Linked DNA regions of Mus musculus: regions 2, 3 and 4 are each linked to region 1. The links are chromatin contacts, called in public ChIA-PET, HiChIP or PLAC-seq and promoter capture Hi-C maps. All regions are on one chromosome and are shown on one strand. The core of a region is the stretch at or near the end of the contact, and the rest is flanking DNA. Distances in the headings are between cores, read along the strand shown. Region 1 holds the start of Mknk1 (MAP kinase-interacting serine/threonine kinase 1). Region 2 holds the start of Prdx1 (peroxiredoxin 1). Region 3 holds the start of Ipp (IAP promoted placental gene). Region 4 holds the start of Tal1 (T cell acute lymphocytic leukemia 1).

What was found. Promoter capture Hi-C pulls out the DNA fragments that hold promoters and counts their contacts. ChIA-PET counts read pairs in DNA pulled down with a chosen protein or histone mark. HiChIP or PLAC-seq counts read pairs in DNA pulled down with a chosen protein or histone mark.
Region 2: a promoter capture Hi-C map of liver shows a contact between it and region 1, with 4 times the contacts expected there. The contact joins the promoter of Prdx1 here to the promoter of Mknk1 in region 1. A contact is called at or near these places in 1 of 39 promoter capture datasets (liver) and 1 of 115 datasets of contacts at active chromatin or transcription factors (memory CD8 T cells).
Region 3: an RNA polymerase II ChIA-PET map of memory CD8 T cells shows a contact between it and region 1, with 12 read pairs. The contact joins the promoter of Ipp here to the promoter of Mknk1 in region 1. A contact is called at or near these places in 1 of 39 promoter capture datasets (erythroid cells) and 1 of 115 datasets of contacts at active chromatin or transcription factors (memory CD8 T cells).
Region 4: an H3K27ac HiChIP or PLAC-seq map of microglia shows a contact between it and region 1, with 7 times the contacts expected there. The contact joins the promoter of Tal1 here to the promoter of Mknk1 in region 1. A contact is called at or near these places in 7 of 39 promoter capture datasets (the HPC-7 cell line, cranial neural crest, embryonic stem cells and 2 more), 1 of 484 Hi-C or Micro-C datasets (embryonic stem cells), 9 of 115 datasets of contacts at active chromatin or transcription factors (bone marrow-derived macrophages, cardiomyocytes, embryonic stem cells and 4 more) and 2 of 9 other capture datasets (adipose tissue and embryonic stem cells).

The regions. Positions count from the first base shown.
Region 1 is chr4:115,836,918-115,843,777 of GRCm38.p6, reverse strand. It overlaps Mknk1 (MAP kinase-interacting serine/threonine kinase 1), which reads right to left and starts at 4,580. Exons shown (of 13, transcript NM_021461.5): 1 at 4,497-4,580.
Region 2 is chr4:116,682,409-116,689,605 of GRCm38.p6, reverse strand. Prdx1 (peroxiredoxin 1) reads right to left here and starts at 4,007. Exons shown (of 6, transcript NM_011034.4): 1 at 3,946-4,007; 2 at 2,083-2,199. The coding sequence starts at 2,188. It overlaps AV051173 (expressed sequence AV051173), which reads left to right and starts at 3,584. Exons shown (of 3, transcript NR_040442.1): 1 at 3,584-3,669; 2 at 3,768-3,961; 3 at 4,298-4,644.
Region 3 is chr4:116,504,493-116,511,549 of GRCm38.p6, reverse strand. Ipp (IAP promoted placental gene) reads right to left here and starts at 4,001. Exons shown (of 9, transcript NM_008389.3): 1 at 3,900-4,001; 2 at 687-1,028. The coding sequence starts at 978.
Region 4 is chr4:115,052,236-115,059,953 of GRCm38.p6, reverse strand. Tal1 (T cell acute lymphocytic leukemia 1) reads right to left here and starts at 2,143. Exons shown (of 5, transcript NM_001287388.1): 1 at 2,083-2,143; 2 at 288-435. It overlaps Gm33786 (a long non-coding RNA gene), which reads left to right and starts at 644. Exons shown (of 2, transcript XR_376559.3): 1 at 644-1,897; 2 at 2,045-2,332. It overlaps Gm52674 (a long non-coding RNA gene), which reads left to right and starts at 4,373. Exons shown (of 3, transcript XR_003955097.1): 1 at 4,373-4,861.

The DNA of each region.
Region 1 (6,860 bases), core at 3,331-5,830:
CAGGACCTGTGTCTGAAATCCAAGGGCACCCACGGCCTCTGTAAACGCTTTCTAAGATTGTAGGAACGGAGGACAGAGATGTGCTGACCTACAGCATGGTGACAGCAGCCATAGGTTCACATAACCTGCACAAGCAGACTTAGACTGAGCATCTCCAATGCTTCACAGTTGAAGCCTCCTCATTCATGTCCCTACTCTAGAAGCTTTGTGCCAGTGGGTCTCTGTCCACGGTCAACAGAAGCCTTATCATGACATCCAGAGCCCTGCAGCAAAATGGAAAGAATATGAGTCTTTGAACTCAACTGTCCTGTGTGAACCATGCTGTCACTTACTAGCTACCCAGCCTTAGCAAAGCTACTGTAATCTTCTGAGGTCTGGTTTCCTGATCTTTAAATTGGGGATAAATATGCCTCTATTACAGAGGTCATGAGGATTAAGTAAATTACAGTGGGTAAACTGTGTGGCTCACTGCAAGCCACAGAGCATACATATGCTGAATGCTAGAGCTCTTCTCTCGTCCCAGTCCACAGCTCTCCCCCAGTGTGCTATGCTCACATGTGTGTGTGTTCCCTTCCACACATTTCTGCCTCCAGTCATGGTTCCAGCTGCCCTTTCTCCCAGGAAAGAACTCCCGCCATGTTCCAGCCTAATGTCTCCACCTTCAGGAATCTGGTCATGCAGGCATTGATTTCTCCTGCCTAACTCCCACTTGGTTTCATTTACCCAAGTCAATCTGACTTCAGTTATTTATGTACTGATCCATCTTCCTAACTATACACGAGGGAGAAGGCTTCCAAGAGACAATTACTTATAGGAGAGAAAAAAAAAACAACAAAAAAAAAACAACAACAAAAAAAAACAAGTTGTTATCACTGGTGCATATTTCTCAACACCAGAGGCTCTTTGACAGCAAGAGCTTTGTATGTTACTGAGTAGAATCTTTCCAGCTTACAGTGGGACTCTTTATTGAAAGATCTAGGACTGCATTTTTCTTAAAGCTGTGTATTTTACAATAAGCAGACAGTTTTTGTATTGCTGGGGGTCAGAGCCTTGTAAGCACCAGCCCAACAATTTTGTAGGCATATTCATATCCCTAAGCTGAGATCTGCTAGTACTCATGTGGACTTGCGACATTCCTTTGTCTATCCTGCTGGCACATCTTGGACTCCTCTTGGGCTATCTCTTCAGCATGAGGATGGCTTTCACTCACAGAGAAGGAAGGCTCCTGGAACAAGCTCTCCACCCCACTGGGTAGGTGACTGCCATGACAACTATACTTTAAGTCCAGAACTATAAGACCAGAAAACAGTGGAAAGGGTTCCTATCTGCATTGGTTTCCAAGTCCATAACAGTTTAAGGTACTTAAAACTATAGTCCAGGGCCAGAGAGATGGCTCAGAGGTTAAGAGCACTGACTGCTCTTCCAGAGGTCCTGAGTTCGATTCCCAGCAACCACATGGTGCTCACAACCATCTGTAATGGGATCTGATGCCCTCTTCTGGTGTGTCTGCAGAGAGCAACATGTACTCACATAAATAAATACATCTTTAAAAAAAAAGAAACAAAACTATAGCTCAGTCCATAGTAAGTATGTCATAAATGTTAGCTTCACCAACCGTGTAGAACTCCTTGGGAGCCCTCATAAGCAGGGTACGAACTTGACTTAGCAATTGATGCCAGCCTGGGTATCACAGAGTCCATCTCAAAGAATTAAAATCAATTCATTTAAGTTCTTTCTTCTTTCTTTCTTTTTTAAAAATTTTGTAGAGAACCAGAAAGATGGCTCAGTAGTTAAGGGCATGTGCTACTCTTGCAAAGGACCTGAGTTCAGTTCCCAACATTCATGGTAAATGGCTCAAAATGACCTGAAATTTCAGCTTCAGAGAATTTAACACCCTCTTATGATCTTCCTGGGAACCTATATTCATGTGTACATGTACACAATTAAAAAATACAAATAAGGTCAGATGTGGTGTGGCATACCTTAGCCCCAACATGTGGGAGGCAGAGGTAGGTGGATCTGAGTGTAAGACCAGCCTGTGCACATCCTGAATTCCAGATCAGTCAGAGAGACAAGGTTCAGGGCTGTCTCAAATTAACTAATTCACTAGAGTAGAATTAGAAAAAACAAGTGTCTGGGCATATCACTTCCAGAACTCTCTATCCTTGACTGAGTCCTTGTGAAATCTTGCTTGAGTCTTTCCCTATCCACAAGATAAAGGTAGTGTAACTAGATGGTTCCTATGCTTTCTGCCTTCACACACACACACACACACACACACACACAAAGAACTTTCTATTCCATATGTTGGGGCTGTTGGCAAGGAAAAATGTGAATTTGTAGCTGCTGGTCCCACATGGAAGAGACTACTGTTTACCAAGGCCAAAGGCAGAACAATTGATTAGTCAGCCACCTGTGAGCTTTCTCGTACCTGAACTATATCACAGACTATACAGGTCCCTGAACACTGCACGACTTCTCTTGTAACTAAACTCACCAACAGCAAGGCCAGGGCCTGAAATCAATAACAGCAGTGAAGAATCTTGGTTCATGAAGAATTCCTGCACCTTTGTGCCTCTGGTGCCTGTAAGTAGGGCAACATCCATCTAACCAGGGCCCTCCTTAGCCATGAAGGAAAACATGAGGTCTCCTTCTAATCTTGATGGCTTGTAAAACAAAGACCAAAGAGGGATAAAAAAAAAAAAAGGCACTGACTCATTTGACCACAAGCATTACAGAGACCTACTATGTGCCAGTCCTGTACCATGAAGAGCAGGTGTGACATAGACTTGGCTCCTTGCCACCAACTGTAGTCGGGGTACATATGAGTGATGTACCCCAAGACAGACTTTGCTAAGACGTCTATAGGAAGCTCAGTCTCTGCTACAGGAGACTGGATTGGGAGCATCTAACCAGCAGGAGGATGAGACGCGTCACCAAAGATGTGGTGTGAGCACCCGTGAAGAAGCTGCAGAAGGTGCCATATTATTGAATAACTACAGACCACACAACAGGAGACCTAGCTAAACATGTGCTGCAATTTGCCAGCTTCTTCTCAGAACTTCTCTCTCCATGGTTGGGTTGGCTGGTGCCAGGCCCTCTGACTGCCAAATCTGCACTAGAGAAATGACACTCCTATGCAAGCCAAAGACCCTGGATTATAGAAAGAGGAACACTGAGGTGGGAACAGATGCTCCGAAGGGGCTCCAAACTTCCTGGCTAGTTCACTTTTTTTTTGGTTTTCGAGACAGGGTTTCTCTGTGTAGCCCTGGCTGTCCTGGAACTCACTCTGTAGACCAGACTGGCCTCGAACTCAGAAATCTGCCTGCCTCTGCCTCCTGAATGCTGGGATTAAAGGCATGTGCCACCACGCCCAGCTTGTTTTTTTTGTTTGTTTGTTTGTTTGTTTTTTGTTTTTTATTTTATTTATTTATTTATTTTGCTAGTTCACTTCTATACACAATCCTGACTCCGTGTCTATTCTTCACAGTACTTCCAGCCCAGGCCCTTTAGAAGGCCCGAAGCTAGGGACAGTGGGCAGCAGCTCTCTGATGGCTGGGGATCCAGGGAAACATTATACATCAACCACTCAGCTGGTTCTTGGCACAAGGCCTGTGGTCAACAAGTTTGAGCTCCCTCCTCATACTGCAAGGTCAATTCCACGTGTAAATCCCAGAGGCTCCAAGGCTCAGGTTACATCAGCTTCTCCCCCCAGGGCCTCCCTGAAATATGCCAGATCAAAACACTCTTTCCTGGAAATCACAATCGTATGTATCAGTACCATTGCATGTGGGCAATTTACATATAAGCATACTTAACCCTCACAGTGACATTATTATATTCGTTTTAAAAAGCTCTAAGAGAGAAAAATGAGTTGTTCTAGGATGCTTCCTAGGAGAGGGGAAAGCATAGCTCACCCCCAAAGTCAAGCACTCCCACCCTCTTACCTAGCTTCTGATGGTCCACAGTCCTACAGCTATAGGAAAGAGACTGCATCCTACCCACACTCCCACCTCTCTGTTGAAAAAAGTGTGGCAGAATCATTTGTATACTATATTGCAAAATAAGTGGAAACCGCCAATTTAACACAACGAAGTACACATATTTTATAATGTGCTCATGCCAGTGAACTGTCTTGAGCCCTGTCAGTCTTGAGTGTATCCTTGTTTGGTCTGAGGCTCAAACTCCTTATAGGCTGAGCTCCTCCTCGACAGCCCGTACCCACCGGCTCCGGACCTGTCACAACCCAAGCCTGTCCATAAGCACGGGCTGAGAGTCCGAAAGAGGATCTTATGCGCTGCGGTCTGGGCAGGGAAGCAGCTTTGAGGACAGTTCTAAAAGGATGTCCCCTTCGGCTGCTCCTCCGCAGAAGAACCGGGTCTTAACCTCGAGCTGCTCAGAAGGCCCTGTCTGCCCCTCCCGGGCGACTGCAGCGCCGCACCCCAGACCCCGGCCCCGTTTCCCCGCCGAGGGACTCCTCGCTGGCTCACTTTTACCTTAGTTGACCACCGCGGGAACGGCCGCGAGCACCCCCACCTGCAGGTCTCCGTCGAGAACGCGGAAGAGGCGGAGCTAAACTCAGGGGGAGGGCCCGAGCAGAAGGAGGCGTGAGGGGGAGGAGTCACGCCTGCGCCCCGAGGGCCACACGTGGCGAGAAGCAAGGCCAGTTCACTGCGCAGGCGTGGCATATCAGAGCGTCCTCTGGTTGTTGCGGGTTTCTTTTACAAGCGGAAAGTGGAAGACGCTGCAGGTGCAAATAGTTACTTCTGCGAGCCAGAACGGAGTTCTTGTAAACCTGAGGGCAGCTCTGTTAAGTAAAGTTTATTTTTGAGACAAGGCCTTTTGTATACTCCAGACTTGACTTCAAACTCGTTTTTCTTCTGACTCAGTCTCCAGAGTTCTCTGATTACAGACGCACACCACCGGGCATGACTGTAAAATTTCTATAAAGGTCTGCGTATACAGAAGTTCATTACTTCCGGTAATTAAATTTTTTAAATTGTTGTTTTTCTAAATAGTCTCACTATGTAACCCTGGCTGGCCTCAAACTTAAAGAGATCTACCTGCCTCTGCCTTCTGAGTGCTAGTATTAAAGGTGTGTGCCACTACAGCAGCTAAAACAACAGCTAAAACAAATGTTCTTAAAGATCTATTTCTTTTTCTCTCTCCTCTCTGCTCTCTCTCCTCTCTGCTCTCTCTCTCTCTCTCTCTCTCTCTCTCTCTCTCTCTCTCTCTCTCTCTCTTCTCTCCCCCTCCCCCCTCCCCCCTCTCCCCCTCTCCCCTCTGTGTACTAATTAGAGTAGTACCCCAACCAGCCTCCTTGCCTCACTTCCACAGGCTGCAGATGCCTGAGACGGGAAGACGGGGTGCTTGGTTTCAGTTCAGGTTCTGACGCAGTTTTCTTTTGTGTGGTGAAGTAAACTTCCCTATCCCATTCAGTATTGTTGTTAGGGTCTGGAGAGTAAGGGGCTTAAAGAGCATCTCCGTTTCCCATCACTCCTCTAAAACACATTTATTCCCTCTTCTGGCCTATGTGTTCAACTATATGAGGGAAGGAAGTGGAAGTATTCAAGACTTTGCTAGATTTCAAATCTAGATGAAGACTGGAAAGGGACGTCTTTTTCCCAAGCATTTGTATTTACTTCCTTTCCAAATTTGAGTCCCCTTCAAAGGCTGGATATTGCAATCTCTTTCAACTTATAACCTTCCAGGCCCACCAAACTTCGTGTCTTCACTGCCCTTTCTAGTCTATTCCCCAACCCTTGATAGCCAACCAGTCCAGGGTCACTCAAGCATAGATTGGGATCCAGATTCTCAAAATTACTACCCACCTCCCCATGGCAACCATGATGGTTAATTAACATTGGATAAAGGCTCTAGGGTGCTCCCAGGAAGGAGGGCAAACCATGTAGAACTCAGACCTTCCTCTGGCCTATTTGACCGCATTCCATAGTTCCATACTGTGGTAGCCACGAACATATAAAAGGGCCACAGGGCTCATGAACGCTGAGTTCATCCAGCATCATTAGTCAGTGTGGGATGTTCTGCCCCAGGGTGGAGGTGACAGCTTATTCCCTGTTCCCTGTCCCCTCAATGGATGCAGATCCTGAGCCAACAAGACAACTAAGCCCTGGCTTCCCAGGTAAGTTGCTTTTGTTAGGTTTTGCCTGTTTAGGTGAGAGTCTTCTTATTTCTCATTACTAAGGTCAAAGCTCTCCCTCTTTGTCCTCTAAGCATCCTTCTCAGACTCTCCAAGCAAGTGTGTGTGTGTCTGTCTGTGCATATGTCCTTCCTAACATATTTCCAGACATCTCAAATTTGAGATAAATTTAACTCTTCCACAACGTACATGGACTTTCTAACAGCTGGACTGTCCAGTGACTGAAGAGATAATGATTTGTAATGGGTTTGAAAACACTCTTTTAGAACACTGGGCTCTGGGCATTAGAAGGAACAGCAAAATGGAAAACCTTCCAGATTCTAGAGCAGATACTGGGGGTGGGGTGGGTGGAAGGAGAGCCAGGCAGCTGGCTAAAGACTTGTGTCAATCACTTGAGACATGTTGAGTATTAGCTGGATTATTATCATGTCCATTCACAGGGTGAGGATGAAGGAGCTTAGAGGTCAGACCCTCACCCCTACTTCTATTTTAAAATGATACTTCTGCCAGGTGTGGAGGTGCACACCTTTAACCACAGCACTCAGGAGACAGAGAAAGGTGGATCCCTGTGAATTTGAGGCCATCCTAGTCTACAGGGTGAGTTCCAAGGTAGCCAGCACTACATAACGAGACCCTGTCTCAAAAAAAATCATTACTACTGTGTATGTGACATGAGTGGGACCCCATTCCAAGTGGCGTC
Region 2 (7,197 bases), core at 2,758-5,257, 850 kb before region 1:
GTGGTAACTATGACTGAAAGTCAAAACAAGCAGTCTTTGACTCATCTAAGCAATCTCTCTGTGGCTTTGCTTAATAAGCACTTTGAAGCCTCAGCAGACCAAGCCCTACAGGGCAGAGAGCAAGCACTCCTCCCAAGACCATGTGCCAGGGTCACCTCTACCTCCCAAGAGGTAGGTACTATTTAAACTGTTTGCCAGTGAGATCTTCTCCATACAACCCACAGCATCTGTTCTCATCCCAACTACAAAGTGTGATGTCAGGAAATCTAACTGAATATTTTACTCAAAAGCTATCTCCAGAAACTCATATACCACTAAAGAAGGTACATTTAAAACCAGAGTTTGCAGCTTGTACCTAAGAAATCTATAGTCGCAATGGTCTCAAAAGACCTAATTACCCTGAGATGGCAAGGCAAGGGAGAAAGAATGCAGACTAGAGAGATACCTCAGCATTTACAGGTATATTGCTGCTCTTGCCAAGAACTCTGGTTAAAATCTAAACATCTACAACCATCTGTAAGTACAGTCTCAGGAGTTCCAACACCTATGCACACAAGCAGACCAAGTTCCAGGACAGTCAAGATTACATAGAGAAAGAAACCTTGCCTCAAAAAACAAAACAAAAACAGAAATGATCAGATATAATTGATAGATTTGTTTTGCCTTTTTTTTTTTTTTTCCGGTTTCCTGAGACAGGGTTCCTCTGTATAGCCCTGGAACTCACTCTGTAGACCAGGCTGGCCTCGAATTGTTTTGCTTTTTTCTTTTTCTTTTTTCCAGACAGGGTCCCACCATGCAGCTTTAGCTGACCCGAAATCCACCTGCTACACCACTCCATTCACTACACCTAGCTAGGAGCTAAATTTTTTAAAAGGAGAGAAGGTAAACCATCAACAGAACCTACCAAGTATCTGCATGAAACTATGGTAAAAACAAAAGGTAATTGGAGTGTCAAGTCTTCCCTTTGAGCAAAAGCAAAGCCACAGCTCCAAAGACTTGATTTGTAAGACCAAATGTAGTTTTTTTAAAAAAAATGAGCTGAAGGTGACTGAAAAGTTGGCTTGGCAATTAATCATAATGGCTGCTCTTTTAGAGGACCCAGTAGAAATATGGAGGCTCAAAAACATCTACATTCCAGTCCCAGGGGATCCAATGCCCTCCTCATGTACCATATGTACATGATGCTCAGACACACATTCAGGAAAAGAAAAAAACCCACCATACACATAAGATTAAAAAATGTTTTAACACCAAGCGTGGTGGCACATGCCTTTAATCCCAGCACTCGGGACGCAGAGGCAGGCAGATTTCTGAGTTCGAGGCCAGCCTGGTCTACAAAGTGAGTTCCAGGACAGCCAGAGCTATACAGAGAAACCCTGTCTCAAAAAACAAAACAAAAAAAAGAGGAAGGGAAAAGCAAAGGCAGGTTGTATCTATCTCTAGGAGTTAGATACAACCATGGTCTACATATTTAGAAAGCCAAGGGAATAGATAGTAAGACAGCTCAAATAAACAAATGATGAGAGCGAGCAAGAACTGACCAAAACAAAGGGGGACAAGATTGTGCAAGCTTTAATCTTAGCACTAGGGAGGTAGAGGCAGGAGGATGTCTTTGAGTTCAAGGCCAGCCTGATCTACATAGTGAGCTTCAGGACAGCCAGAACTACATAAAGATCCTATCTTAAAGAAAACTTTTTTAATTACAGTGAAAAAAGAAAAGGGAAAGGGCTAGAGAGATGGCTCAGCCCTTAAGAGCACCGACTGCTCTTCCAAAGGTCCAGAGTTCAAATCCCAGCAAGCAACTACATCCGTAACGAGATCTGACTCCCTCTTCTGGAGTGTCTGAAGACAGCTACAGTGTACTTATATATAATAAATAAATAAAACTTAAAAAAAAAAAAAAAAGAATTCCCCCAATAAATAAATGCCACTAAAAAAGGTAATCAGATAAATGTTAAGGTATAATAAAGCATACTTTCTCTAGAAATGACTCATACCTAGGATATCTACCCTTGTTATCACTGTCCTAACCTTGACTTCACTTCAACCTAAAGACATGTGAAGTGGCCTCTTTAATCTTACCTTTGTATTCACTTAGGCTGATATCTTTGAATTGTCCATCTGGCATAACAGCTGTAGCTTTGAAGTTGGGAGCAGGATACCCAATTTTTGCATTTCCTGAAGACATCTTGCTATCAGCTGGAAAAGACAACAAAAAAAAGTAAACCCTATTCTTCTAAATAAGCAACAGCTTTCACCTACCTAGGAACTTAACTGTAGCTCAATCAGAACACAGGCTCACAGTTAAGGGTCCCAACCCAAAGCTCCAACTCCAGGGTAAAATTGAGACTGAAAAATCAGCCTTTGTTTTCACTTGCTAACAGCTCCACAGTGTGTCTAAATAGGTCAGCTCTCCCACCCTTTCTAAGCCAGTTTTTGCAATGGCATTTTATTCTGCATATTCATTAGGGAGAAACGGGAAGGAAATGGAACAGACACAAAAATCCCAAGCACATCAATGCCAGGACACTGGCATTTATTGCTTCAGATCTTTAGGTGTTCTGTTTAAGCTTAAGTTTTCTCTGCATAACTTGTTTGAGGCCAACCTAGATTTAGTAACCGTGTCTTAAAACGTTCTTTAGGTTTAACCCAGGGACAGTGGAGCATCATCCCAGCACTCTGCATGCTGAGGGAGGAGGATACTGAACCGAGGGAACACTTGTCTCAATTTCTGTATGAGGGAGGTTACGCAGGTTAAGGTAATTGCTATCTGATGACCGTAGTTCCATCTCCAGAATGCCCATAAGGATGGAAAGCCGACTTCTACAAGGTTCACACACACAAATGTTTAAAAGAAAAAAACTTGGGATGTGTAATCTCAACACTTGGGAAGTAGAAGCTTAAGATTCAGGAGTTCAAGGCTAGCCAAATTAGAGGCCAACCTATTTCCAAGATACTCTAAGAAAAATACAAAAAGAGTCAATGTACTGCTAAGAAACCGATTTCTGCACTATCGACCCAGGTCAACACCAAGACAAATAAATTGTTAAGATGTACAACATTAGGAGCTTCAGCGATGGCGCAACAATTTAAGAGCCTACACTGCTCCTTTCCGGAAAAGTCCTGGTTCAGATTCCTCCACCCACTTAGGATGGGTTCACAACCACCTGTAACTAGCTCGGGGGGGGGGGGGTGTTTACCACACAGGTAGACATACACATTAAAAAAAAACCCACAATCTAAAAGAAAATTTACGCCTCTCAGTATGAGTGCAAGTTGGAATCCAAGTTCCAAATTTCTTGGTTCATAATACCAATAACCAAAAGAAACGCCAAGAAAAAAAGCATCTTTCATCGCAAACTTTAAAAAACTTTTAACTGTTTTTTTTCAGGGACATGCTGCACCTGCAGCATAGCAACTACCTATCTGGTGTGCCCCCTAACATAAACCATCTTTTAATCAAACTTGCTTTGCAACGTGGCCCAGCATTTCCAAACTCAACCAATCCCGGAAAAGCGACTTCCGGCCGCTGAGAAGTCTCCGTAGGAATCGGACTAGAACGCCGGAGAAGGTCACGCCCCAAGCTCGCTGGAGGTTACGTTCCTACCACTCACGCCATCACCCACTATAGCACATCAGAAAACACAACGACACAGCCCAGTGCGCGCGGTAAGTTCCAGCACAAACTCGTCCCACCAAGCCATCTCCGCCCTCTATCGGTGAGCGGGAGAGGAGGAAACTGAACGTTAGCCTCAGGGTTCCAACAGGTCCGGGAACTAAGCGCCACGTGAAGAATGCGAGTAGAGCTCCAGCACTCGCGGGACCAGGCCTCGCCCTGCCGCTTCAGCCCGTGATCGCCCGGGACGAGCCGGGACCGGCCAGAGGGAGAAGGAACCAGTGATGGGCGCGAGCCGCGTTTCTCAGCGGCGATACCCGCACACTCACCAGGGTCGAGCCACAGGTCTCACAAACAGAAAGAGCCGTGAGAACGCAGGAAGAGGTCGCCCGACAGCGCGCGCGGGGAGCTGCTTTTATAGCCTACAAAGTTCTCGCGAGATTCTCACGGGCCGGGGGTGCGGGAAGAGGGGGACCTGGCTGAGCCCCGCCCCACCCTGGCCGGCCTACGGGGGATGACTCAGCGCTTTCCCTGGATGGGCCTGGAGTGGAGGGGGTCTCCAGGGGGAAACGCTCACACTTTCAGTGATGCTGTTCCCAGAGGTAGAAAAGCACTGCCCTTTGAGTCATTTCCTCGTTTAATCGGGGTACCCGGGTAATCCGTGCCTCTCTTTATTCCCAGGACCACTGTGTGCTGTGCAATCAAGACCCAAACTAGAAGAAGGGTCTGTTTTACTGCTCTTGGAAGGCCACGTCTAAAATTAAACCACGTTCAGGGGAAACTGTGCACCCAAATATTTCTCAGTCGCACCCCAGCCTCACAAACCTATTCTAGGGCTGGAAAAGCTGGCTCAGCCGTTATAAGCCCTGGCTGCACTACCAGAGGACCCAGCCTCAATTTCCAGCACCCACATGGCAGCTCATAACTGTGTAGATCCAGTTCTAGAGGATCCAACACCCTCACACATACATGCAAGCAAAACACCAATGCACAGAAAATGAAAAGAAATAAATCGTTAAGAACAAAAACAAAACTCCTGTTCTAGTCTGGTCCTCATTAACCCTCACCACTGAGGGCAGCCTCCATTGGTCTCTGATTACTGGATACTGCTTTTCTGTTTCACACCCATTTCTTGCATTATTCTTAAATCTTTCTGAATCTCAGCCTGTCACTAAACTGATTTGTGGTTTTAAAAACTGGGGCTCTGTGGTCAATTTCCTGAGTTAAAAGTCACTGTTCCAAGCCAGGCAGTGATGGCACATCTTCTTAGCACTCTAGAGGCAGAGACTAATGGAGCTCTGAGTTCGAGGCCAGCCTGGTCTCAATTCAATGCGAGTTCCAGGAAAGCCAGAGCTACACAGAGAAATCCTGCCTCCAAAAAAAAAAAAAAAAAAAAAGTCAAGAGAGTTAAAGAGGGGTCAGGCTTGATGGCCAGCACTGGGAAGGTAGAGGCAAGAGAACCTCTGTGTTTTTTAGTCCATCCTGGTCTACATAGCAAGTTCCAGGACAGCAAGGACAACATAGAGACCTTGGGGGAGGGGAGGGGAAGCCGGATAGATACAAAGCTCAGAGTTCCCATTTCATATCACATGCTTTGTGTGATTTAGGAACCCAGAGATGGATATAATCCAAACTTTACCCTCTAGAAAGTCATGCTATAAGGATGGGGCAGACATGGAAACACAACAGTTAGAAGATTTTATTAGGCCGTAGAGGTTTAGGCATAATGGTCAAGTCAAGGGACAAATGAAAGCTGGTAACTCTGTTAAAGGGACTAATCAATAAACTCAGGTCAGGGACAGCTTTCCAGGAAGTAATGCTTATCTGAGTCTACAGGCTTATCCTCTCTGCAATTAAGTGGAATTGGTTTTCCTGGTTTGAATAGATAGCCTTGAAAGCAGTTCTGAGCTTTAAGTGAGGGAGATGAAAAAGTTACAACAGAAATGATAGTTCACATCTCTATTACACAGTAAGAACTAAGTACTATGGACCAGGTTTACGGGTGCACGGCTATAATCTTATCACTCGAGAGGCTGAGTCGCCAAGACAATAAAGGAGATACTTGTCTCAAAAACAAAACAGAACAAAACACCTACCACCACATCAAATTTAGGTATTATGCTAACAAACACTAGTTATGTACGTTAAGATCTAGAGTTAGCCAGACTTGTTGATGCATGCCTTTAATTCTAGCTCTTGAGAGGCAGAGGCAAGTGGAATCTCTTGAGTTCGAGACCAGGTTGGTCTACAAAACGAGTTCTAGGACAGCCAGGGCTACACAGATAAACCCTGCCTCAAATTGTCATCCCCACTCCCGAAGAAAGATGTTAGAATTATTCTATTGTATAGGCAAGAAAAGACAAGTCTTAGTAGGATTATATTTTTTGTAAGGTCACATAGAAGGAACAATGACTGTGTGTGAGTGTGTGCATGCATGTGTGGTTTTTTGAGACAGGGTTTCTCTGTATGGTGCTTGCTGTCCTGGACCTCACTCCTTAGACCAGGCTGGCCTTAAACTCATAGATCAACTGTTTCTGCCTCCTAAGTGCTGGGATTAAAGGCACGTGATGCCAAACCTCTGACACTTTTATTTTCAAGACTTCTCTTAACTCTTATTAGTAACATAATAGGATAAAAAAAATGGGGGAAAAGCTATGTCATGCTAGCTGAGTATCTGAAGTTTTGGGTATGTATCATCCTTTATTACAGAAGTGTCTTTCATTTTCCTTCTCAGCATGAGGTTATTTCACATTATTCATTTCCAGTTGGTGGAGGAGTTAACCCCACTACTTCCCACGGCTCTTGCACCAGGATAGAAATGGGGAAATGCTATGTCATGCTGCCTGAGCATCTGGCCTTTTATGCATTTATCAATTCTCTTGACAACAGTAGTTTTTTGTTGTTGTTGTTCAGTTACTTTTTGGTGTGTGTGTGTGTGTATATGAGCATGATATAAATGTGTATGCTCATGTGTATATATATTCAAGTGTGTTCTCAGAGTCATGTACCTGTACACTTGAGCAGAGACCAGAGGCAGATGTTGGTTGTGTCTCTATAAAGAAGCATGAACATGAAGCAGAGCTGGTGGAGATGCTCCTGTCTCGACCCACACAGCCCTGAGGTTTTATAGCCAGCTATGCAGCTACAGCCCTCTCTCCCGATGTTGCTGGAATCCAAAGCCAAGTCTTCATATTCATCCAGCACTTGTACCCATTGCACCTCTCTCGAGCCTTATTGTTTCTTTTTCTCCTTTTTCCTTCCCACCCTGAGGGTAAATGGTTGTCATTATTCATTTCTTTCTTGTGAGAGCAAGGTGGGCCAGAGGACAGCTTTCAGACATCAGTTTTCTCCTCCCACCCTGTGGTTCCTGGGGATGGAACTCAGGTCATCAGGCTTGGCCTCAAGCTCCTTCACCTGCTGAGCCATTGTGCCTAGCCTTTGGTTTTGTAAACCAAGTCTGAGTCTCACTATATAGCCTAGGCTGGCTTGAACTCAGGACAGTCCCTGTGACTTAGCCTCCAAAATGCTGAGATTACTGCTATGGATTATAATGACAGATTTCACACTTTTTCTTTTCTTTT
Region 3 (7,057 bases), core at 2,752-5,251, 670 kb before region 1:
GACCAAATAAAGGATTTGTTTCATTGTTCCCCCCCTAACTATAAGAGTAATTGAGGGCTGGAGAGAGAGCTCCAAAGTTAAAAGCACTTGCTGCTGCATTTCCTGAGGCCGTGTCTTCAGTTCCCACAAACACAGTGGCTCATAAGCATCTGTAACTCTGGTTCTAGGGATCCAATGCCCTCTTATCTCCATAAGTACTGCATGCAAGTATGTGTATACACATGCCAACAAAACACTCGTTCACAGGCTGGCGAGATGGCTCAGCGCTAAGAGCACTGACTGCTCTTTCGAAGGTCCTGAGTTCAAATCCCAGCAACTACTTGGTGGCTCACAACCATCCATAATGAGATCTGACGCCCCCTTCTGGGGTGACTGAAGTCAGCTACACTATACTTAATAATAAATAAATCTTTGGGATGGAGCAAGCGGGGTTGACCAGAGCGAGCGAGCGGAGCCAACCGAAACAAGCAGAGGTCTTAAAATTGAATTCCCAACTACTACATGAAGGCTCATCTGTACTGTGTACAGCTACAGTGTACTTACATACATAAAATAAATAAGTCCTTTAAAAAAAACACCCATTCACATAAAAAAATAAGTACAACTTTAAAAATAAATAAGATTAGATAAGTTATTTTGGTCATGATATTTTATCACAGCAACAGAAAACCAATACATGGATATACCTGTATAAATGAAATCTAGAAGTAACTGAAAGATTCCAGCTTCAACTCCTAGAATCTGTACAACATCTTTTGAAGACTCTTTCATTCCTCCAGTGAACAAAGCTGCAAAGTACGGACTGCTGGCGGCCAGGACCAGCCGATGGACTTGGAAGGTTTCCTTCCCCACCTGGAGCTGCACATCACAGAAATGCTGTCCACTTCTCATTTTGTTCATCTGCGCCAAGATGAGCTGGGCATGTTTGTCAGAGGAGAATGAATTGTCAGCAGCCTTGGGGCACTCCTCCTTAGACATGGTGATCACAGATTAATGAAAGACACTGTTGCCCATTATCTGCTTCTGTCCTGAGAAACAAAGCACAAAGAGTACACAACGTCTCTCTTTGTTAATATAGTTTCTCTTCACACATAGACGAAACGTTCTCTATAATTTATCTAGGATCATAGAACACACACCAAACAAATAAGGGCCACACTACATGGTAGGACTTCTAATATGCTCTTGGATAGTAGAAGAAATAATCAATAATAAGCCAAAGGAAGCTCCACAGAAGAAATGAGCACTAAAAGATAAACAGCAGTAAGGTATGAAGAACGGCCAGAAACCCTCCTTAGATAAAGAAAATAAGGTGTAAAGGCAGAAAAGAGTTGTATCACTACAGTTAGGAGGGAGACATCTTAGGCAGGATGAACTTCTAAAAATCAACTGTGACCAGCCCAAATGTCTGGTTAAAATCTTCCCATCTGGGCTGGGCGTGGTGGTGCACGCCTTTAATCCCAGCACTTGGGAGGCAGAGGCAGGTGGATTTCTGAGTTCGAGGCCAGGCTGGTCTACAAAGTGAATTCCAGGACAGCCAGAGCTATACAGAGAAACCCTGTCTCGAAAAACCAAAAAAAAAAAAAAAAAAAAAAAAACCCAAAAATCTTTCCACCTGTATGTTTCCTTTAACATAGAGAGCCTTTGTGGATCTTTGTTTCCACACCTTTTCTTCTTTCTCCTCGAGACTTGTTGGCCACTCTAACCTTACCTACGGTATAGTCTATATCACATTCAACCACATCTATCCAAGCTCATACATGCACACACAGTTACTGAAAAATTGTTCCTTTATGGAAGGAACTAGCGCCTACTGCTACAGCATCAGTCTCTAACATAAATCAGCATTTCGAATGTTTGTGAAATAAATAATGAAAGGCTTGGGGTTCTGTTTTGAGATAATGGTCTTAAACTTGTAATGATCCTTCTGCCTTCCATCACTGCTGGGATTGCAGGCACGTGCCACCATTATCTGCCTCAATTGCTAGCTTCTTCACAAATTTATGCCAATAGTAGTTTTTGGCTTGTTTGTTTGCTTTTGTTTTTTTAAGACATGGTACCACTATACAGCCTTAGCCAGACTGGAACTCACCATGTAGACCAAGTTGCCCTCAAATTCAAGAAGATCTATCTGCCTCTGCCTTCTGAGTGTTGAGATTAAACAACCATGCCTCACTCTCAATTATAATTTTTATGAGAAGAAAATATAATCTCTAAAGCCACAGAGAAGGAAACTACTAAAGTTTCCCCAGCATTAGTATACCAACAGTCTTGGGTTTATTTCATCTATGCCTGGGGTTGCTCCTGCCATATTCTATTCCACAGAAGTTATCAGACTAGGTTGTAGAGAATGGAACCCAGCTACAGAAACTGGGATCTGAGTCTTTGCAGGTTTAACAAAAACAAACATGTCAACAGTCATTTCAGAACGCTTGGGTTCTTCAAGTAGGCATGAAATAGAAGATAACAAAAATCCAACACTTTCATTATTTCTTATTTCCCAAAAAAAAGTTGAAGCTAAGAAACATGGCAACTTGCTATGAGAATCAAAGGGATAAATTCAAGTTACTGAAGAAACCACAAGTCCTTGCAATATAAGATCGACGATGAAGCAGAGGAAATGTAAAATGATTAAGGTTTTGTAATTCAGGCACCAAAGAAAACCAGTAATCAAAATGACAGAACTGTTGTAAGCTGATATTTTTAAAAAATTCAGTATATAGCATTCAGTCAAAATTATCAGTAAAAATGATCTGAAGGTGGGTGTGGTGGTGCAGAGGCAGGCAGATCTCTTAGCTCCAAGCCAGCCAAGACTGCATAGTAAGACCTTGTCATAATAATAATCTGATAATCATGACTATATAGACACTAATTTTGGGAGTTTTAAAGGAAGCCGCTAAAATTTACTTCAGCATGCACACAATGCATCTTACAAACAAGTGGCACATAAATACAATCTATTTCCCTCTATGTGGAAATTCGACCTATAGATGTTATTATACATGGCGTGGCTGTCAGACTTGTTGCTGCTCTGTATTCTCCCTGGCAGCAGATTCTGAACCCTCGCGGTGTGATTCTAGGCTACCTCCATTTCTCTCTTACTCAAGGTATTAAAGCACAGCCACAAGTCAAATGCCTCCTGTTACAACAAACAATTCACTTAATATTCACTTTGACAGTAGAGAGCCAGAATGTTTGTTGTCATCCTTCTCAGTAAATGTTGATGGCATTCCACTGCCAGTGGAGCACCTCATCCTAAACTGTGGCTTGGGAAATGCTTGTTCGTACAAACATGAAAAGTGAAGACCTGGGATTAGTGCATAGGGAGCTAAGAACTATGCTTCCATACAGTTTACTGGCTAACGATGGAGATAATCGGAGGGACTAAAGAGGACCTATGCTTTGATGGCCTGGATTTCCCGCTGAAGAGCATCTGAAAGTTAATTCAGTTAGAGGGCCAGAGCTCCAGCTGAGCATCAAAACAACTGAGACTCTTTGTGCTTGAGTTGGAGGCTGTAACTAGAACTCTGCCTAAACTGGTAGACACTAGAGGAAGAAAACCAACTCTGTGCTACTGACAGCGCGAGCCGGTAAGGAATTTCAGACTGGAGCCGGTAAGGAATTTCAGACTGGAGCCGGCAGAAGTCAGGGACAGGGTCCGGCCTTCGGTTTCCCCAGTGGGTGCTGGGAGAGCAGAGGCCAAGGCGCCGTGAGACTGGGAAGCTCCGGGACGCTAAAAACACACGGACGGTCAGAGCGCCTCCGGAGGCGACAGGACGAAAGCGGAGGAACGGTGCGTTCCAAAGCTCCAATCACTCGCTCTTCCCGGTCTGGAGAGCTGGACATGAGGAAGTTCCCAACCCTGTGAGAAACACAGACCGCACGCAGGCCTCGCTTACCCGCCGCGTCCCTTCCCGCCGGCGCCCTCCGGTGCTCTGCGCGCGCAGGCAGGCAGCGGAGGGGGCGGGGACAGTCTTTGGTGACAGGTGACTGCGAGTGCTGAAGGCGCAGCTTCGGCGCTGATGCGGGAACCTTCTACTGCGCGTGCTCCGCTTCTGGCCCCGCCTCCTCACAGCCACCGGCGTCGCTGGGTAAACCTGGGTAGCCGCTTGCTGGCCGCGGAGGCAGGTTCTTAAAAACCTCTCCCCTGCCTTGGGCTAGTGGACTTCCCTATTCCGCTCCATGCACATCTTCAATTCTTCAAGTGTCCCAGGCCAGGTACTGATCTCAGCGTCGAGGAAAATCACGTGCACCGTGCTTCTCTACCACCTTCCTTAGATCATTTCCTGAACCTCAATTTTGATACACTCCTGCCTACTTTGAAGTCAAGAATCAAAATGCCCACTTCTTTTTCAGTGTAGAGCATCATAATGTGTCCTGGTGCATTAGCAACGTCCAAACTTTTTTATAGTCTCCCCGCCCCACCCCAGGGTTTTCCGTGTAGGCCTAGCTGTCCTACAACTCACTCTGTAGACCAGGCTGGCCTCGAATTTAGAGATACACCTGCCGCTGCTTCCCAATTCTGGGATTAAAGGTGTGCACCACCATGCCCGACTGAGATTTTATTTTTTAAATGTGTGCCTCTAACCATAGGTTTGTATATGTAAAGGCTGTGCCCATGAAGGTCAGAAGATGGTGGTAGTTCCCCCTGATGCTGGAATTACAGGCTGGGAACAGCTCAGGTCCTCCTTGAGGGAAGTGGACTCTTTGCCAGGAGTTGTGGTGCACATCTATCATCCCAGCACTGGGAAGGCAGAGACAGGAGGATTTCTGTTGTGTACCTGGCCAGTCCAGTCTACTTAGTGAATTTCAGGATAGCTGGGGCTATGTAGAGAGACCCTTTCTCAAAAATAACAAGTAGTGTGCTCTCTTAGCCACATCATCTCTCCAACCCTCAAACTTTATGTTCCTGACCCATAGTGTACAAAAATATTTTACATCAAACACATACCATGTATTTGCATATTCAGATGTATAGCTAAGACAAAAATTTCACAAGACTATGCTTACATTTACTCCACATCTTCAATTTCTACTTTACATTTCATTATGAAAAGTGCAAAAAAAAATCTGCAAAAAGTGGCAGAAATTTAGAAAAGAGTAAAAGGAATTACTGGACCCCTGTCTGGTGCAAGGCTCAGCAATCACTGACCAATACTGGAAGGCTAGTTCCATGAAGATTTTCTATTGACTAAGCTATTTTATGGTGGAAGAAAAAAAAGAGAGATGGCTCAAACGATTAAGAGCACTGGCTGCTCTTCTAGAGGAACTGGGTTAGTTCTCAGCAACTACACGGCAGCTCACACCAGTTCCAGAGGATCACACAGCCTCACACAGACATACAAGCAGGCAAAACACCAATGCTCATAAAATAAGAATAAAAATTTAGAGGGCTGCCGAGATGGCTCAGTGGGTCCTGAGTTCAAATCCCAGCAACCACATGGTGACTCACAACCACCTCTAATGAGATCTGACGCCCTCTTCTGGTGTGTCTGAAGACAGCCACAGTGTACTTATGTATAATAATAAATAAATCTTTGGGCTGGAGAGAGCAGGGACTGACCAAGCAGGGTTGACTGGAGTGAGCAGAGGTCCTAAGATTCAATTCCCAACAACCACATGAAGGCTCACAACCATCTGTACAGTTACAGTGTACTTATACACATAAAATAAATAAATCTAAAAATAATTTAGAAGAAAAATACCAAAACATTACATTTTAGTGATACCAAGGCACTTTTGTCTCTTTTAACACATTTATTTAGATATTCCAGGTTCTTAGAAAATACAACATTCCTACAATGCCTGATGAGATTCTAAAATGGTGCAGTTACTATGTAAATTCTCTGGCAGCTCCTCAAAGGGTTAAATATAAAGTTACCATGCAATCTAATAACTGAATCCCTGCAGATATATATCCTAGAGAAATGAAAACAGATGATCATGCAAAAACTTGTTTATAAGAATGGTATAAGTTGATCACCATTATTCATAGCCACCACATGGGAATAGCCTCAATGACTATCAACTGATGAATGAATGAACTAAATGGGAACAAATGTGTGTGCATAAAACAGAGAATGATTTGACAATAAAAGATAAAGTTGTGCTCTATTTACTAGAGAAAAAAATGCCAGAACCAACCTTGAGGGTCAACAGATGAATGAATAATGAAAAATTTCTATATACATAAAATGGAATCTTATTCAGCTCTAAAGAAGAATGCAATTACAAAATTTGCAGGAAATGGATAGATTTAGAGTGTATAATATTAAGCAATGTCACGCAATCTCAGAAAGGAATATGTTTTCCCTCATGTGCAGAATCTAGCCAACAATTTATCTTATATGTAAAAACTGTATGTAGGGATACAGTATAAATATATAGACAAGAGAATAAAGACACTAAGGATCAGGGGATAAGGAAGGACTCAGTGATCATGAGTTACTCCAGAGGACACAAAGCTAGTTGTTTTCCTAGTTCTAATTCTGCAGTGGATTTTTTTTTCATCTTTGGCAGACGATGGCAGCAGAAACATACATTCGATAGTGCAAGTGTCAACTCCATGCGAAGCTCCCCAGCCACAGGAAGGTGTCTCTAACCGTAGGGAAGTCATTGAGGTATTGGGCTCTGGGTCTGGTTGATTCTAATATGTGATGCTTATTTGCAACGTTTTTTTCTTCTAGTAGGGTTTGTCAAATTAAAAAAAAGGAGGGAGGACTGGTACATGCTACAATATGTATGAAAACTTTATGCGCTATGAGAAGCCCAACATGAAAAAACATACATTGCATAATTACATTTCTATGAAATATTTAGACTTGGCAAATGGACAGAAACAGACATTAAATTTGCAGTTATAAAGGACTGAGCAAAAGAGTGACTTCTAAAGAGTATAGTGACTTCTTTTGGTATAGTGAAGACATTCTAAAATTAGGTAGTGGTGACAGTTGTAAGACTACATAAGCAGAGTTAAAAAAAAATCACTGGATTGTATGCCTACCATAAGAGAGTAAATGTTATGGCATGTGAATTATAGCTCAATAAAAGCTGCTGT
Region 4 (7,718 bases), core at 894-3,393, 780 kb after region 1:
ACCATGGGAGCGGCCTGGAGGACATAATCCAACCAGCTTGTTTTATCCAAGGCCGGAAAAAGGAAAGAGCCCTGCTGGAGGCCTGAGGCAGCTTAGTGGCAGTCAGATCCCGGGTTCTTAGTCTAGGTTGGTTCTCCCACCCCCACCCCCACCCCCACCAATCTTCTCAGTTCTAAGTCGTCTCCCCCCCCCCGCCCCCCAGTTCACAACCCAGAATACTGTTGTTTCCACAGACATTACCCCCCTTCCTCCACCCACCCCACCCCAGACTCCAGGCCGCAACTAACCTGGGGCATATTTAGAGAGACCTACTCGGCTGGTTAGGACCTCCACTCCTCCGCTGGAGAGGGGTCGAGGTAGGACCCCGAAGCTGGGTTTCCCGGCTCTCGCTGAGAGACCAGCAGTTACTTAGCTTGCCGTGAGGTCCTGCGCGGTCTGCCGCGCCCAAAGCGAGTTTCCAGGAAAGATGGGGGTGGAGAGAAAGAGGGAGGGCGAGAGAGAAAATGGGGGGTCAATGACTGGGAATTACCTCGTGTGCCCCGCCATCCCAAAGAATAGCAAATGGCTTTCCGCCTCCAACTTGCAGGTGTTTGGAGCCCACCCTCCCCCAAACACATCCCGAATTAAAAAAAGAAAAAGAAGAAGAACCTTACACCTGACCAATCAGGAATAACTACTTAGTCCAACAACAACAGCCTCTCCGGCAGGCTGCCCAGAACGTGTTCGAACCCTCTAACGGATCTGTCTAATTCAGTATGGCCGAATTTGTTTTCTAAGCATGGACGTCTCTATGCGGGTTGCCCCCACAACCTTAGCCCAGGCTTAGCCAGAGCAGGAAGATGTAATTCTCTATTTGACGAGGGTGGAGAGAACGGGATGGAAAAACAAAAACAAAAACAAAAACAACAACAACAACAACAACAAAAACCCAAGAGTTTTCAGGCCCTGGCTGCTGGGTCAGAACCTGGGAGCCCTGGTCCCATACTCCTCATGACCCCATCTTTCAAGTTCCTGCCCAGGACAAGGCAGAACCTGTTTCCAAAGATCCTATTTCCCTTGCAGGGATGAAAGGGAGAGAGAGAGAGCTCTATCTGTTTTAGCTGGGTCCCTTGTTTTCTTTCTAATGGATGCAGAGATATAAAGGAAGGTATTTCACCATTTCTTCCACCACCTTTGCAAAAGATTTTCGACTTTCGGGGTTTTGACTGGCAGTAGATGAGAGTTAACTCTTACACCTCTTATACTGTTTCGCAGCGATAAACAAAGCAAAAGGAAAGACGGGCCAAAGCAGACCGACGCCACTTCCAAGAGCGGTAGCTGGATTTCGTTTGCTTTTATTTTTCGCCTCCTTTTTTTTTTTTAATTGTTTTGCCTGAGATGTCCACCGCCCAATGGCACATCGAAGTCTTGGGTTAATTGCGAAGGCTTCCTTCTCTCCGCTGCGGCTTTGGCGGAAGCTCAGAACTGCCTCCTCCCTGGCTTTCAATTCAGTGCGGGAGGTTTTCTTTCTCCTTGCTAATCCAGAGAAGGAGGGAAGAGGAGGGGAGACGCGGGGAATACACTCGTTCCCGTTGTTACTTGAGGCTAATGTTTGTTTTATGGAGTGACTCTTTATTCTGACTACCTCTTCATTTTCTTTCCCTACCCCAAACCTGGCAAGTTAGGGGAAAAAAAAAAAAAGCAGCTAGGGAGGGGCCTAAGACAGGACAGGACTGCTTTGTTCTCCCTCCAAAGAAGCTAAAGGGTAGAACTGGTGAGCTTTTTGTTCGATTGTTTTAATTAAAAGCGGATATTAAGGGTGATGGTGATGATGACGAAGGTATTAACAATCGCAGTAAAAGGGGAAAACGCGATCCTTCTTGTCCAGCTAAGGTGGCCCTGAAGCGGTCCTTCCAACGTAAGTGGACTCCAAGGGCAGCTAACCTGCTAGGGGGTCTGACTGGACCGGGATGGGAAAGGGACTGAGAAAATGTCCCCCGGGACGATCCCGAGGACCCCCACCCCTGGCACCAGACCTGGAAAATGTGCCCATTGTCTTTCCCAGCCTCTCCCAACCACCGCGGACGCACCCGCGAAACTGACCAGAAATAGGCGAAACCCAGGGGCAGCGCGAATCCAGGCCTGGCGCTGCGGGCGGGAAGACGCTGGCCTCAGCGAGCGCGGCTCATCTTCCAGATTAGAAGATTCCCCCCGCACACACCAGGGGACCCCCGCAACACCAAGGCACAGACAGCCTCCGGACAGAGCTGCCGCCCACTGGGCTCTGTCCGCCCATCCGAGCCAACACTGGCTCCCGAATACATCATAATTTGGAATAAAATGTGAAATCCCACTCCCCGCCCCCATGCTGACGCCCCCACCAGCGCCTCGATCTCTCGCTCGCCCTCCCCCCACTCCCGCCCCCAGCGATTTGCAAACGCACCTCTAAAGGACACAGGCACACAGGCATAGGACTCTTGTTGGACAGGACCACACATGGTCCAGGCCCAGAGGAGGGAAGCAGATGAACACGAGCTAGCTCTGTCCCACAAGCCGGTGTAGGCAGACCGGCATACTGTCCAACATGACACAGCGACATCAGTCACACGCAAACGCTCACAGACACACAACCTCACAGGGTGAGGATCACACCCGCCCGACATAACGAAACCAGCCTAACACTTTGTCCAAGGCCACACACTGCGATACACCAGACCGACCTTGTGGAGAAAAGAAACAGGGCAATTTACATACAACGAATAAAACGCAGAGAGGTCGGAATCTCCACACCCAGACAGCGCAGGGTTTCACACTCCCGCACACGACCTATCGCCAAAAGCCCACGCGGGGAGTAGCCACCGCAGCCTGCCGCTCACGCAAGCACTCTCAACCCGGCCGCCCGCACACACCGCCCAGAAGCAATGGAAGCCGCCAGCGCCTTGCGCTTTTCTGTCTATTGCGCAAGGGGAAAAGGGGAAGGAAGGAAGAGAGTCTCCCCGGCGGGAGGGGCAGCGGAGGGGCGTCGTGGAAAGTGCCCCCCGGGAAGAGACGGGGGAGAGGGAGCCGAGGCTGGAGTGCGCATGGGGAAAGACGGAGGAAACGGACGGGCAATTCCACGGGAGGCGACTGTCTCCCGGCCCTGGGAAGAAGGCCGGGACGCTCACGTTTTGCGCCTTGGGGGTGTGCGTGGCCATGTTGGGCAGCCCCCGCCCGCGCCTCGCCGCGCGCTCTAATCCCGCTCCCGCCCGCGGCCTCGTTAGCGCCGGCCGTGTGCGCCGCCGAGATAAGGAGCCGCCTCGGGCCCGCCCGCCCCCGATAAGCGCCTCGGCCATTATGGGCCAAATGATTCATTTTAATTTGGCAATTTCTCCGGAGGGAGCGGGGACGGGTTGCGGCGCTGGGATGGCCCAGGAATGCGCAGAGGAGAGGGCTGAGCGCTCACGTTGGGACCCGGCGGGTTCCGCCCGTTCCCCACCCCTGGCCCCTCGGGATTCCCGCTCCCTACAAACAACCCGACTCGGATCTCCGCCTCCCAGATGCTCGTTCAGCGGCTTTGGCCGTTGTCTAGCCTCTTAAGACCACCGTGTCTCCCGACCCATTCCCAACCAACCCTCCCTTCTTCATTCTTTCTCCTGTCTTCTCCAAAGCCAGAGTGTCTGTTTCTCCTTTTTCCGTATCTCAACACCCAGTTCCTCGCTGACCCTCATCAGCACAGGCCCCTGACCGCTCTAAAACTGGAATTGCTCAAAGATAAAAGACTCTATAGGGGGACAGAACAGATATCAATAGAGAGATGAAAATGCCCCTTAAGCTTGGTTTCAGGATGAAAGCAGAACACCCCCCCACCCATCCCCAAGCCCCCATGTTCCTTAACACACTCTTTAATCTTAGTACATTGTTTCTTTGCACTATACAGTTTGATTTTCCTTAAATATCCCTAAGGACTGGAGTTTGAGGGCTTGCCAATCTTGTGCAAGGCCAAGGACTCAATTCTCAGCACTGCAAAAATAAAAATAAGCAGGTGTATAAATGAGAAAATTCTAAATTAGCTCTTTTCTTTCTCTTTTTGGTTTTTGTTGTTTTGTTTGAGATAGGGTTTGTCTGTGTAGCCTTGGCTGTCCTGGAACTCTTTCTGTAGACCAGGCTGTCTTCGAACTTAGGGATCCACCTGTCTCTGCCTCTGGAATGCTGGGATTAAAGGCATGCACCACCACACCCGGTTTCGTAATGCTTTTATTTTTTATTTTTTAAATACCATACAATTGGATATCATTAGGGCACCTTTGAATAATAGTGTGCTTTAGTGATACTTTTCCCCCTTCATCCAACTTCTCCCCATTGGTGCTTTTATTATTCCTAATTTATAGGTGAGAAAACAGTGGGGGGAGGGGGTGACAGGGCTGTGTCAATAACTCAATATTAAATTTCTAGTGAGGGACAGAAGCCTGATTTGAAAGAAGTTTGACATTGAAGCCCATAGGTACATTGTAGGAACCCAATGGGCTGAGGAGTATCTGGGTTTTTCTTTCTATGATGGTGGAAACTGGCTGTTGTAATCCAAAAGATAAGGGCAAAAATAGCAGAATTCTTGGCCAGTTTGGGCTATGTGAGTGAGACCATGGTGGACACATGGTGGTGTTTGGGAGGCAGAGGGAGGTGGACACCCACGAATTCAAAGACAGCCTGGTATAGAGAGCCAGGTCAGCCACCAGCCACGGGTTCATAGTGAAACCCTGCCTTGAAGCAGAAGAGAAGAAAAGAAGAAAAAGATAGTAAGAGCAGTTAAGGAAGACCAGAGTGACTACCTTCTGGTCAGAAAAGGACCAACTCACAGCTGTGGTTGCCTGCTCAGGATCAAGCCAGTCAAGATTCTAGCCAGAAGGTAGGTGTATGTGTGTGTGTGTGTGTGTGTGGGGGTGTTCATGAGCCTTCACCGCTAACTGAAGAGCTATTGACAGTTGAACACTTCTTGAGAAGGGGAATCATTTTTAAGGGTGTGGTCCCTGGTTTTGCCTGTATTAATGTCTATGTACTGTATCCAGAGACTAGAAGAAGGCAGACACATTAGCTCCTCTGAAACAGGAGTTTGTGAGCTACCATATAGACACTGGAAATCAAATCCAGGTCCTCCAGAAGAGCAACCAATGCTCTTAACCACTGAGCCATCTCTCTAGCCTCTCTGTAGATTTAAAAAAAAAAAAAAAAAGACATCAGGATAGGAGGAGATGAGGGGTAATAGGAGGTGAATATGATCAAAATTCATTTTATAAAATACTCAAAGAATAAACGCACATACCTTTAATCCCAGCTCTCATTGAGGCAGGCAGGCAGATCCTTTGAGTTAGAGGCCAGCCTAATCTACATATGGAGTTTCAGGACAGCCAAGACTACACAGAGAAACCCTTTCTCAAAAAGCCTAAATGAATAATAATAATATTTTAAATGCCAAAGTTTCATATACATGAGAAATAATATAAAAAGTGGGTGGTAGGGAGCTAATAAGATATCATAGGCATTTGTCTGGTTGCCATACAGAAATTAAGAATGTTAAAGGAAAGTAGGGGGCAAAGAGATGTAACTTGATCAAACTTATAGCTAGAGTAACGCCAGCACCTATCTGAACTCTCTTGTTCAATTTCCATTCCATAGACCCCACTAAGCATCCCAAACTGCATTGACCTTCCAGTAGCTCTGAACCCGGTCACAGACTGAGACTCAGTCAAGGGCTGATTCCAAAGAGTAGCACCTGTTTTGAGTTCTGCCCCTCCTAGATTTCAGGACCAATACTGGAGATGGAGTATTAGTTACACCTGTCTGTTCCTCTGTGACATTTGATGAAAGTCCAGCTGTGCTGCCTTCGCTTGGTTATATGGGCTAACTATATTGTATGTGAGCTAACTGGGTGTGCTTCCCAGGAAAGCCAGGCGTCCTGGACCAAGGGCTGACACAGAAAGGGGGAAAGTTAATGTAAGAAACAGAAAACTGGTACAGTATGGGTGGAAGAATTGAGGGTTTTGTTTTTACCACTGTGTTTACATAAGGGCTTGCTGTCCTATGTAAGATCGGATTTGCTTTTTTAGAAAACCCTTGGAATGAAGGAACTAGAGAAAGTATCCAAGGAGCTGAAGGGGTTTGCAGCCCCATAGGAGGAACAACAATATGAACTAACCAGTGCCCCCAGAGCTCCCTGGGACTAAACCACCAATCAAAGAAAACACATGGTGGGACTCATGGCTCTAACTGCATATGCAGTATGCAGTTAGAGCCATGAGTATGGCCTAGTTGGTCATCAATGGGAGGAGAGGCCCTTGGTCCTGTGAAGGCTCTATGCCCCAGTATAGGGGAATGCCAGGGCCAGGAAGCAGGAGTGGGTGGGTTGGGGAGCAGGGGAAGGGGGAGGGGGAAGGGATAGGGGACTTTCGGAGGGGAAACTAGGAAAGGGATAACATTTGAAATGTAAATAAAGAAAATATCTAATAAAAAAGGAAAAAGGAAAGGAAAGGAAAGGAAAGGAAAGGAAAGGAAAGGAAAGGAAAGGAAAGGAAAGGAAAGGAAAGGAAAGGAAAGGAAAGGAAAGGAAAGCCTTGGGTTGAAATGGCGGTAGGGGCTGTGTTGGTGTGGGGAGCTGGGAGGTGAAGGCTAAGTGTTCTGTGACCAGAGAAAAGAGGTTAGAGCTTGTTCTAATTCTCCTTCCAGGAGATGGAAGAGAAGGTGTGGGGTAGATGTTTCGCACAGGGTATTTAAGACTGAGTTTGGAAGAACTACGAATAATGAAAATCGAAGAATCCAGGATGTCTGGGGGCAGGTTAGTTAATTCAGGAGAGGGAATGGGGTAAGGCTGTCTCGAGGTTTATGGGCTTGAAAAGGTTATGCATTTGGCTTGACCAATGACGACTGGATCATTTTCCTGGGTGTGAAATGGCCTTCTCTGGTGTTTCCAAGGACAGTTAAGGAGTAAGGTTGGATAGAAGGTGCGGGGATAGCGTCTGCCTCTACCCTGTTTCTAACACATGGGCCTTGCCTCTCCTGGTCCCTGGACCCACGCCTGAGGCTGGGGGTTTGTGACGTCTGCAAGCTCCCTGTTCCCTGTTTCCGACGGTGGAAAAACGGAAACTGCGCGCTAAGCTGGGCGCCGCCTGAAATAGCTTCTGGTGCCTGTCGGTCAGCGCTTTGTCCGAGCACCGCTGAGCCAGTGACGCGGCGGCCAGGAAATGCCAGCCCTCCTCCACCCGCCCGAGCCGGGCCTCGGTCGGGCAGGAAATTCGGAGCGCCTCGGTGGGGGTGGTGAGGGGGCGGGGAGGTGAGGAACCAGGGAGTCTGGAGTCTGGCCCCGGGTAGGCAAGAGCAGGGGACAGGCTCCTCCACTCCCAGGGCCTACGTTGTCCGCCCTCCAGAGTCCAGGGTTTGCAATGTTTTCAGGTGCTGTACCATCTCTGAGCTTCCACCCCTGGAGAAGTTCGGTCTGCCAGCACTCTGGTGGGCAGATGGGTTTATAACGAATTTGTATCGTGCCAGACCTAAACACTTCATAATGTCAATTCCGTTCATTTTACAACAGCTCAAAGACGTAGGGAAGGTCGGGACTTCCACTTAGTAGATAGCTCAGACATCTAAGCAACTTGCTGTGAATAAAGAATTCCCAGCCGGGACATTCTGGTGCCTCCAGGCAGCAGAGCAGAACCATTGACTAGCATGTCTGAGCCCTCATTCCTGCTTTCTCACTGGGCTGCATGAGCATA